Regions from separate parts of the Sus scrofa genome. Here region 1 is linked to region 2. Evidence: chromatin contacts called from public Hi-C data. All regions are on one chromosome and are shown on one strand. Each heading gives the region's core, a stretch centred on a gene start, on an enhancer-like site or on the middle of the called end of the contact. The rest is flanking DNA. Distances are from core to core; before and after follow the strand shown. Region 1 overlaps LOC102159132 (a long non-coding RNA gene). Region 2 overlaps LOC110255728 (a long non-coding RNA gene).

What was found. A called contact is a pair of places that touch in the nucleus more often than the background predicts.
Region 1: a Hi-C map of subcutaneous adipose tissue shows a contact between it and region 2, with 1.8 times the contacts expected there. The contact joins two enhancer-like sites. A contact is called at or near these places in 3 of 47 Hi-C or Micro-C datasets (embryonic fibroblasts, skeletal muscle and subcutaneous adipose tissue) and 1 of 2 datasets of contacts at active chromatin or transcription factors (skeletal muscle).

Annotation. Positions count from the first base shown.
Region 1 is chr10:66,974,321-66,979,607 of Sscrofa11.1, reverse strand. LOC102159132 (a long non-coding RNA gene) reads right to left here. Exons shown (of 4, transcript XR_002336446.1): 4 at 2,579-3,457. Among named protein-coding and RNA genes, the nearest start is that of PITRM1, 20 kb to the left of the region's middle. Within about 2 kb of position 2,902, at least 4 of the 83 cell types and tissues checked have an H3K27ac peak or open chromatin away from gene starts, as enhancers often do. A contact at or near this core is called in subcutaneous adipose tissue, where this site is marked.
Region 2 is chr10:66,281,715-66,286,430 of Sscrofa11.1, reverse strand. LOC110255728 (a long non-coding RNA gene) reads right to left here. Exons shown (of 3, transcript XR_002336439.1): 2 at 4,398-4,452. Among named protein-coding and RNA genes, the nearest start is that of KLF6, 200 kb to the left of the region's middle. Within about 2 kb of position 1,825, at least 24 of the 83 cell types and tissues checked have an H3K27ac peak or open chromatin away from gene starts, as enhancers often do. A contact at or near this core is called in subcutaneous adipose tissue, where this site is marked.

The DNA of each region.
Region 1 (5,287 bases), core at 1,653-4,152, 690 kb before region 2:
AAGGGATATTTTCATTGTGATTTGGAGAAACGTTTGCCAAAACAGTCCAAGACGGACCTGGCACGTTGGAGCAGGGCGGCAGGTGATGCTGGGGCAAAGGGCGGGTGCTGGAGAGGGTGTGGTGGCCCTCCCGCCCCTGCTCCATCGCGTTTTCCCTCCTCCAGGGAACCGTGTGCGGGCGACTGCGATCCAGCGACCCAGCAGGGCCTCCGCAGCACTGACCTGTGTTTCCCAAGGGCCACCCTGGCAGCCCAGGGACAGCGATGACACCACCACCACCTCCAGCCTGCAGTCCGGGGGACCTGCGGTGCTCGTTTTCATCCACGGAAGCGGGGGAACTGCAGGCCGGTCCCCAGTCCAGGCGCCCAGCCCAGGTGACAGGCGTCTTTTGGGATTTTATTCTAGGAGCTTCCAGCCCCCAAGGGGCCCGTGGAGGGAAGAGGCAAGCATGACCCTCACACTTTCTTTCAAGGCTTTCATGTGGCGCCTCCCACCTGGAAGGCTGCATTTTGGGGTTCATTTCATCTGGTTTTACCAAGAAAGCAATGTGTTAGCGGAGGGGAGACACAGAGGCTGAGAGCACGTGGCTCATGAGCCCCCATGTCCCGCGATGTCCTGCCCTCACCCAGCAGCCTGCTGACACCTGCAGCCCCATCAACCTGCCCCTGGCGGACGCTGGGGGGCGGCAGAGGCCCAGCTGACACACGGAAAGGCCTAGTGCCTCCGGCCCCAAGGCCAGTGTGTGCAGGTGTCCCCTGCAGAGGTGCCCCCAGCATCCACTCCGCCCTCTAGGAGCGAGCTGGCCTGAGGGGCCTGCTCCTGGGGAGGGGGCCGTTTCTGGGACTGAGGAGGCTTTTCAGGGACAAAGGTCTGTGTTTGGTGTCACCGGAGAGGAGGAGAGAGAAGGGCCTGGGGAAAGAGCTCGCTCTCCCGTCACTGTGACAGCAGACGGCTTGGTGGCGGGGCGGGGCGGGGGAACGAGCCCCAGCCCCAGGCTCTGCTCCCTCCACCCCCACAGAGCCCCGCACGCTCCCACCTGCTGCCACGTTGGCTGCGTTTAGTCCTAACAGAAACCAGAGCGGCTTTCCCAGAGGCGCTCAGGCGACACATGGCAGAAGAGATGCCGCCTGCGTGATGCTGAGGGTGAAGTGAGGCCGTGACAGACACCAGGCCTGAGGAGCTCAGGACGGCCGGGGCCAGCCCCGGGCACGACGGGCAAGGCGAGGAGACCCTGAGCCAGGGGGCCGAGCCCGGGCTGGAGGCTGCGGTGGGGAGGGGCGCAGGGGCCCTGCGAGTGACCAGATGCAGTGGACCCCGGGCAGCCAAGGCCACCTGTCAGAGGCACAGGCTGAGCCAAGCACCGGGTCCGAGGGGAGAGAGGCTGGGTCTGGCCCGGGGCCTCCCGCTGCTCCAGGACACAGGACAGGCTCTGAGTGCGCTTGGGTCTCTCCAGGTGCAGGACGGGGCGGGGGGGGGGCTTGTGGGGACTGTCACCGGGCCTCTGACAAGGCAGCTGAAGAGAGGCCTGTCCCACGTAAGCACTGACTGACTGAGCGCCCCTGGCAAGCAAACCAGCAGGTGCTCCAGCCAGGCACTGGGCCGGGGGCTGGGGGGTAAATAAACACAGAATCAGCCCACGGCTCTTCCCTGAGCCTGGAGAGCTGCTGTGCCCTCTCCTTGCACAAGCCCAGGCTGCAATGCCGGGCGCGCCTGGTCCCGGAGGGGCCCCAGTGAGAGGGTGCAGGTGCCGCTTGCTGAGGCTCAAACCACCTTTCCGTGGGAGCCAGCACCAACCCCGCCAGGGCAGTGTGGGGCCACAGCGTCCCAGGGGCTCTGTTCCTGGTTCTGATGGCCCCCACCGGGCAGGGGCCCCACGTGGGCAGCGACACTGCCCGCCCATCACCATTCCCCTGGTAGGAAGCTCCCTTGGGCTCACCTCTGACAGCACCTGTGCCTCAAGGGTGACTCGACAAGTATCTGATAAGGGGTCAGAGAGAAATCTGTCCTAAGACCCAGAAGTGGGAGCTTCTGGGGCTCGGGCTGTGGAACCCAGTGTGGACCCCAGACTTGGGGAGCTGGGGATGGGGGCCGGTCCTCCACGCCCCTGAGGTGGGAAACTACCTGGAACTGAAGGGTCCAGACTGGCAGAGGGGAGCTTCTGAAGGGCGGGGGAGCTGCTTCAGAGGGAGGGGTGGCAGGTGGGACAAATCTGGTCTCACGTGGCCGTGGTCCCCACGACCGTGTGAAGCACGTCGGAAGTGCTCTGCCGTGAGAACCAAGTTAGTGACAGCTCAGCGGAGTTAAAAGTTGGTGACTTCAGGTTATAGGGGGTGCCAGGCAGCGGTACTGGGGGCGGGGAGGGGAGAGGGACGGGAGGACGTGGGGGAGGGAGGTGCCCTCAAGTGAACAGCAGGAGGCAAACACACCTCCTCCGGGGAGGACGCTGGGGGCTCAGGCTGCAGCCTGACCTGGGGTGCAGTTTACAGTAAGGGGGGATGCGGGGCCTGCGAGGTGCTCCCAGCTCTGGACCGCGCATGTCCCTCTGAAACACAGTGAGTCGCTTCGTTTTCATTCACTCGTTCATTCACTGGCTCACTGGTTCAGGAGTAAACAGGCGTTTGGGGCACAGACGCTGGTGGGTCCGGCCGCGCAGTGCAGGAAGCTCTGACCCAGAGGCAGGAGCCCGCAGGTCCCCGGCGGGGCAGCAGCAGAGGTGGGGCTGGGGGGGGGAGCCGCCTCCGTCCAGGGAGGGGCGTGCGTCCCTGCTTCGGACCTGAGGAGGCTGTGATCAACCTGGAGAGGGCGTCCCACTGAAACTCCTTCCAAAGGCAGCACAGTGATGAGCTTCCTGGCTGCGGTTCCCAGAACCAGTGACGGCAAAGCCAGCGGCTCCCTCCCAGGAAGCCTGGGCCACAGGCGGCCTTCTGCTCACCTCCTGTTCAGCATCACGACCAGCTTCAGACAAGCTTCAGCCCGTGTGTGAGCTCGGAGCCCGGGCCGGCGCAGTCGTTTGGGTGTATCTGAAGCGCACCTGTGCTTTGGTCTTCGCAGGACCCCAGGGGACAGCCTGGGGACTCTCCTTGCCTGCAGTGACCACGTACCACCCGATGGGAGACAGAGGCTGCGAGGGCCAGGCGCCTCCGTGGCTCCTGCTCCCCAGGCTCCCCTCCCTTCCCGGACCCATTTCCTTTCCTTGAATTCTTGTCACCTGGCTGGACTCCACTTCCTGAAAGGAACACTAAGAAGTCTGTGACATGAAAAGGCATCTCCCACGTCTCTGCCTTTTTGGAAAACGTTCATTGTGCTGTGTTCCCGGTCAGGCACAATAGTGAGAACGCGTCTCGGGGGCAGGAACGGGAGACCGTCCGGAAACCTCTGACCGCGGTAAAGACCCAGAGACGCTGCGAGCGCGGGAGTTGCACAAAACCCAGGCATCCTTCACGTGGCGGAGGTGGCACTGGAAGAAGATGAGCCAGCATGAAGGATGCCTCCCTGGAGGTCAGGCCCCTCCCATGACTGCAGCCCCAGGAACGCAGCTGATTATCCGCCCAATTTTCTCTCTGCTGATGAACGCCTCCCCGCAGCCTTCCGCTCACACGAAAGAACATTAAGAAACCAAACGGAGCAACGTATAAGATAATAGCCTAGGAAGATGAGTTTTGGTAAAAACAAATATATCATTCACGGACGCTACAGGCTTCAACACTTTTCCTAAAAGCACACGAAGCCCTCAGCTCTGTCAGGATCCAACCGACAGGTAAGCATTGGGCTAGAATATTACGAGCGGTTTCTTTCTTAGCCATTAAAGTGTGGGAACCCTTCACTTCCCCAGCCAGCCAGCCGTTCTGCTTGCCCCCAGGGTCTTTTTGTCTCCCCACCTGAGAGTATTTCGAGGCATAAAAGAAGACCTAAAACTCTGTGGTCATGAGGAGGTGTGGCAGCAGAAAAGGGAACACACAGGCGGCGGCATCTGCAAGCCCCGTGTCATCAGATGGGACCAGACAGTGGGTGGAAATCCAGCAGGCACTGCCGCAGGGTGCCAACCCCACCTGATGCACAGGAGATGCTGCGTAGTAATATAATAAAGAACACACGGGCTCAGCAGCCACGGTCACACCTCAGCACGCCACACTGGATCCACACTGCTCACGGCTGCCGACAGTGGGGAGGTCCCGACACCTCCTGGGTAAACTGGGAACTGGGTAAATTAGGGGTAGAACCAGGCAACAGTTTACTGTAACCTGTTAGTCCAACAAAACTCCTCAGCAAAACGTTCCTCCTGGTTGTGTGGAATTTATTTGCTCGCCTTGTTTCAACCTGTTAATCTCAAGAATGATTCAAGCTTCAATGGACTCTGACCTAAAATTAGCTGCAATTTTTTTTTGCACCTGTCTCTAGCCACATTTTTCTTAGAAGAGATCAAATAGCTTTAGTCACATTCTCTATTATAAAAAACAAAAACAAAACACCCAGGAGTTCCTGTCGTGGCATAGCAGAAAACAAATCTGACTAGGAACCATGAGGTTGCAGGTTTGATCCCTGGCCTCACTCAGTGGGTTAAGGATCCAGCATTGCCATGAGCTGTGGTTGTAGGTCACAGACACGGCTCGGATCCCGCGTTGCTGTGGCTGGGGTGTAGGCTGGCAGCTGTAGCTCCAATTTGACCCCTAGCCGAGGAACCTCCATATACTGCTGGTGCAGCTCTAAAAAAAAAAAAGGCAAAAGACAAAAAAACCCACAAAAAAACAAAAAACAGTGCCCTAAGGACCTACCAGCGTGTAGACAATAGCCAGGAAATTCAAGTGTGAATTGCACAGGGTAAGAGGAAGAAGGCTGTTTCTGATAAAGAAGACGGCAATGCAGGCCAGGCGCGCGGCCACGGCGGGACCAGGAGAAAGAGCTGCGCTGGCGGCCGCCCCCCCAGGACGGCCACGAGGGCCGGGTCAGGGCCACCACTGGCCTGGAGACCTCACTGCCGTCTGCAGAGGGCGTGGGGAGCTCTTCCAAGGAGCCAGGGCCCTTCCACGGCTGGAGAGGGTGGACACCTTCTCCCCTTCGGGGGAGCCCACACAGGAGGCCCCCCGTCCTCCCTAGGACGGACCAGGACGGCTCCTTACACGTCGGCCATCGTCACGTCTCTGGGAAATGTTAGGAAAAAACGGAAGCGGGAATGTTAGAACTCCTTTGAAAGAAAAGCCAAAGACTTTTTTTTTCTCTTTAGGGCTGCACCCACGGCATATGGAGGTTCTCAGGCTGGGGTTGAATTGGAGCTGCAGCCACTGGCCTA
Region 2 (4,716 bases), core at 576-3,075:
CCCGTGGATCTATCAGGATTTGGGAGTCGGCAGGAAAAGGGGGCGGCAGGGGAGACCGTGGCCTCTTCCTGAGGCCTCGGCCCCGCTCCCTGGAGTCGCCCGTGCTCCTCGGCTCGCATCCTGTCCCCTGGGCTCCGTCTCCCTCAGCTCCGTGAGAGGATGAGAGGCACCACGAGTCAGGGAAGCAGTGGACAAGGATGCTGAGCGCACCAGTTAGCCCTCTCCAGGGCATCAAGCAACACCAGCGGGCCCGACTTCCTAATTCAAATGTACGTATTTCAGCTGGTGTAGACACTCTGAGTTCACCGCCATTTACAAGAGACACATCGAAATTATGAGAATTTAGAAAACTTGGGCACTAAAATCTTTGCAATGGATATATATACGTATATATAAACATTTATATATATACATATATATAAACGTTTATATATACACATGTATCTATATACTGCTAGATACATATATGTGTACATACATACATATGTGTGTATATGCGTGTATTCTGGTTTTTTGCATTTACTTTAAATGCACACACAAACGCACCCTCCAGACGGGATATTTAATAAAAGAAAGCTAGAGTAATACTATCTCACCGGACAGAAGAAGCTCAGAGGCAGAAAAGCATCCTAAAGATAGACAGTAATTGTTGTGTATCTGAAATGCTTCCCTTTCCCAAGGAAATTATAACTAAACTTAGGTATACATCCAACAACAAAGTCGTGAGAGAAAACACTGCCAAAGCTACAGGGAGAAATTGACAGGTTTTCACATTATATTAGGGGATTTTTAAAACAGGAGAGGTGGGCTCTGCTTTCTAGCTGTGCAGTATTTGGCTGTTACTTAAGCTGTCTACAATTCTTGATGGCAAAACGGTACAATAACACCATACAGGCTTCCTAATGCTGTACTAAATAAACAGCACGGATAATGTACTTAGCAAAGGATCCAGTCGGAAGGAAATGTGCCATAAAATTAAATACTATTCAGATGATGATGATGTTCGGATGAAGGTGGCAGCGAGATACAGCAACGTTAGAGAAGAAGAATTCTAATCGTGTTGTGTAATAACACACAGGAGACACAAACTCTGGAAGGAGGGTTTCTGGGGTTGGAATCTCGTTCTAAGCAGGCAATAATTGCCTTTTCATTTTAGGTTGCTGCTATGACCACACCAAAGTAAATAAATAAATAAAGGCAATGATGAAAAACAAACAAAAAGCTATTTGATGGCAGAGGTTATTGCTCTACTTGCCTTGGAGGCAGCAAAACCTATTGCAAAAAAACAAAATGTATGTGTCTGGAGAAGCATACGAATTCTCCAAATTCTTCACATTTTGTCTTTAAATGTTAAAGTACTTGCTGCTCTGAAATCCTACTTTTTTTTTTTTCCTTTTCCTGCCTGAAGACTGGGTTGCAGTGCAACTCCCCCCCTTGCTGCTAACTCAGGACCCTAAAGTTTTTAGGTCGATGTGGAAATGTATCAAAGATGGGAAAACCTGAAGCACGGCACCGTGTCGGCCAAGATAGAACTCACCCTCCCTGCCGGCACTGCCTCTGGGGTCACAAATGTGCTCGCTGATGTATCGTGGAAACATTCACTCTGGCCACTGGCTTCCAGACTGTCGTGTCAGCAGATTATCCCACACTGATTCCTTCGGTTCCAGCTGTGATCCTGCTGACTACCCCACTTGCTTTAAACATCTGGGCATGACAACTGGGCTCAAAATGAGCTCAGCCCATCCTTGGTTCAGCGACATGCACTCTCCTGCCTGAGGGACTCGTAGCATCACTGCCACTTAACGTCAGGTTGTTTCTAAGTACCTTTGAGAAACTTGAGTTCCACCGAAAACACTGCCTCACCCCTGAGGTTTGTCGGCGAATAGCCCTACTGCTATACAAACAGAAGGTGGTTAAACAAGCATTTTTTTTCTAAAAGGCATATTTGGTGACTCTAAAACAGAGCCATAAAAAATTGCACAATCTAAAAGAAGGAACAGTTTGTTTTGCCCTGTTTATTGCCAGTTAAATGCCAGAAGACTTTTAAAGTAACAGCAACCGGTATAAAGGAGGAAAAAAATCAAATAAAAATGTGATGACCCGAAGATAAACCTTTTGCTCTCTCCCCTTCCAGAGTTTTGCAAAACTTTCTACACCTTTTGCACTGGAAACTACATGTAATGTTTTACTCTGCAAATGCCAGCAAGGCCTCATATAAAATTATAGCTGGAGGAATAAGAGATGCTGTAAACCCAAGCAGGAAAACCGAACATTTCTGTGCGGAGTTCCATAACTGACGCTACATTCACTTCCATAAAGCAGAGTGTCTTCTGAGAGGAGGAGAGTGGGATCGAATGTGTGCCCTTTTCCCCTAGAACAAAGCCCTTCAAACAGTGGTGTTCTGGGTGGTTCTGGTTTGGAGCGTTGCCTCTTTCATCCTGCTTCTCGTTGGACCCTTTCCAGGGGGCGTCAGCCATGCCTGCATCTACTCATCTCGGGGTCCAAGAAGACCCTGATTTAATTGGTCTGGGTGCCTCCTAGATTTGTCCTTCTGGAAGCTTCCAGATCTCCCCAGAGGATTCCAAAGGGAAGCCAAGGCTGGGAACCACAGTTTAAAGCAAGGCCAGCTGCCACGGATGGGAAGGGAGGTGGAATCATCACAGCACAGCATAGCACATCGGCGGGAACATCTCGGGGGAGCATCTCCCAGACGCCGCCTGCAGCCTGCCCGAGGGTGCCCAGCCTTCGTCCTGTGGTCCTGCTCCGATCAGCTCCCAACCAGCCTGACCACCAGCCCCGGGTTCCACTCTCCCGACCAACCCGAGTCCGCCCGGAGTGAGCAGAGTCCTTGTGATTTGGGAAGAGGAGAAAGAAACATCCTGGTTTCCACCTTCATCCCCAACTGCAAGCCTGAGCGACCCCTGAGAGTCTGCGTTAGTCTCCAGATGCCAGCCGGGGGGTCTCTTTAGCTCGTGGAGTTTCCGATTTCTGTTTGTTTCTGTGCACTCATTGACCACTTTCCCCCTCCCCACGATTTTGCATTGCTTGTGTCCCGTGGGGCTGACCAGTGGAAAGGACAGACCGTGTGTGTGTGTGTGTGTGTGTGTGTGTGTGTCTGTGTTGCCGAGGGGCAGTTGAAAGGAGGGGAGAGGGGTTGGGAAGGGCTGCAGGGCTCCGGGGTGGCGAGCCGGAGGGGCTGGGCGCGTGCGCTGGCACAGGGTTGGAAGCTGATGCATATTTATGATTAACGCGGAGACTCATCTTAAACATGGTTCTTAGCATCCAGCGGAGCTGGGAAAATCAAACTGACTGGAGATGGAAAATATTCTTAGCTGAAACCTAGCGGAATACAAAATGTGTCCCTGATCCCGCTAGAAAACTGTCGTGTGCAAACTAGAAATGAACTTGGCACAGGAAGAACCGATGCCTTTGGTAGAGAAGCATCACCGATACGTAAGAAGAGGTGCTGTTGGCCGGCCAGCTCGGAGCGTATCACTTGTCAGTGATCCCTGACGCTAACCCAGATTAGGACAGCGATGGTAGGCCTTATAACAGCAATAACCACGATGGAATTTTCTAGGCTGTACCGAATCATCACGATTGCTCATTCACTCAACCCTCACGAATTCTGCCAACAAGTATTTGCTACCTGGCCTCTAGGTGTCATTTGCTGTGATAAGGGTTACGGATGTGACAATAAGAACAGATCCGGTTGTGTCCTCGGGGAGTTTAGGGACTGGTGGCGGACAGGCGTTCAACAAGTAAAAACCTGTGTTACTGGAAAGTGTGGTAAACTCTGCGAAGAAAGAGGACAGGAGCAATGAGCCCGTTTATTCCAACGTCCAACTTTGATCTGAGTGACCCGAGCACACTCTTGAAGGTGACATTTAAGCTGAGTCGAGAACGGTGGTGGGGCGGTTTTGGTTAGGGACAGAAGGAGGTCCTGCTATGCGGAGAGGATTCTGTGCCGTGTGCACGCCGGCACAGATATTCGATACAGCAGGCGTTCACACAGACGCCCTGCTGCCCTCACACGGGGGCCCAGCCCAGGAGCTGGAGGCCACTCCCCACCCCAAGCGCATCCTCCCCCCAACCAAGATGGGGCAAACCAGCTGGTCCAAGGACCAGGACTTCTAACTCCACAGTGAAGCCTGAGCATCCAGGCAGATGGCCAGTCCTGGGATCTGGAAGGGCTGGTGAAGTCATTCCAGAACATTCACCTGTGCTCGTGTAAGCCAGCTTGCCCCAAGGCCCGCTAAGTCTGGATGGCCCCCTACTCTTCTGGGGTGAGGGGGGAACATGATGGAGTTGGCGGGGGGAGGGTCGGGCAGGGGGGCATCCAGAGGACAGGTTCCTTCCTTGGGGCGCCCGTGGCTGGCAGCAGGCTCTGCTCTCACCTGAGAAAGTGATGCAGCTGCAGCTTCAGATGCTCTTGTGCTTCTGAACAGGAGTCTGGGGAGAGACAGGCGAGTCATGATTTCAAGGGAGATAAGTTGACTCTTTCTCTGCAAACAGCCCTTCCGCTCATGACGACAAATACCAGAAATGTCTCTCCCTGGTCATTGAGCCATTTTGCTGTAATTTCTTTCCAAAAGTATTCTGAAAACTGTGTGTCTATTCTTCAAAGGCTTTTGAACTGTGCTGTTTTCCCACAAAGCAAAGTTCCTATCATTCCAAGAACCCTGAAATCTGTTATTTAATACGAAGATTGCTATT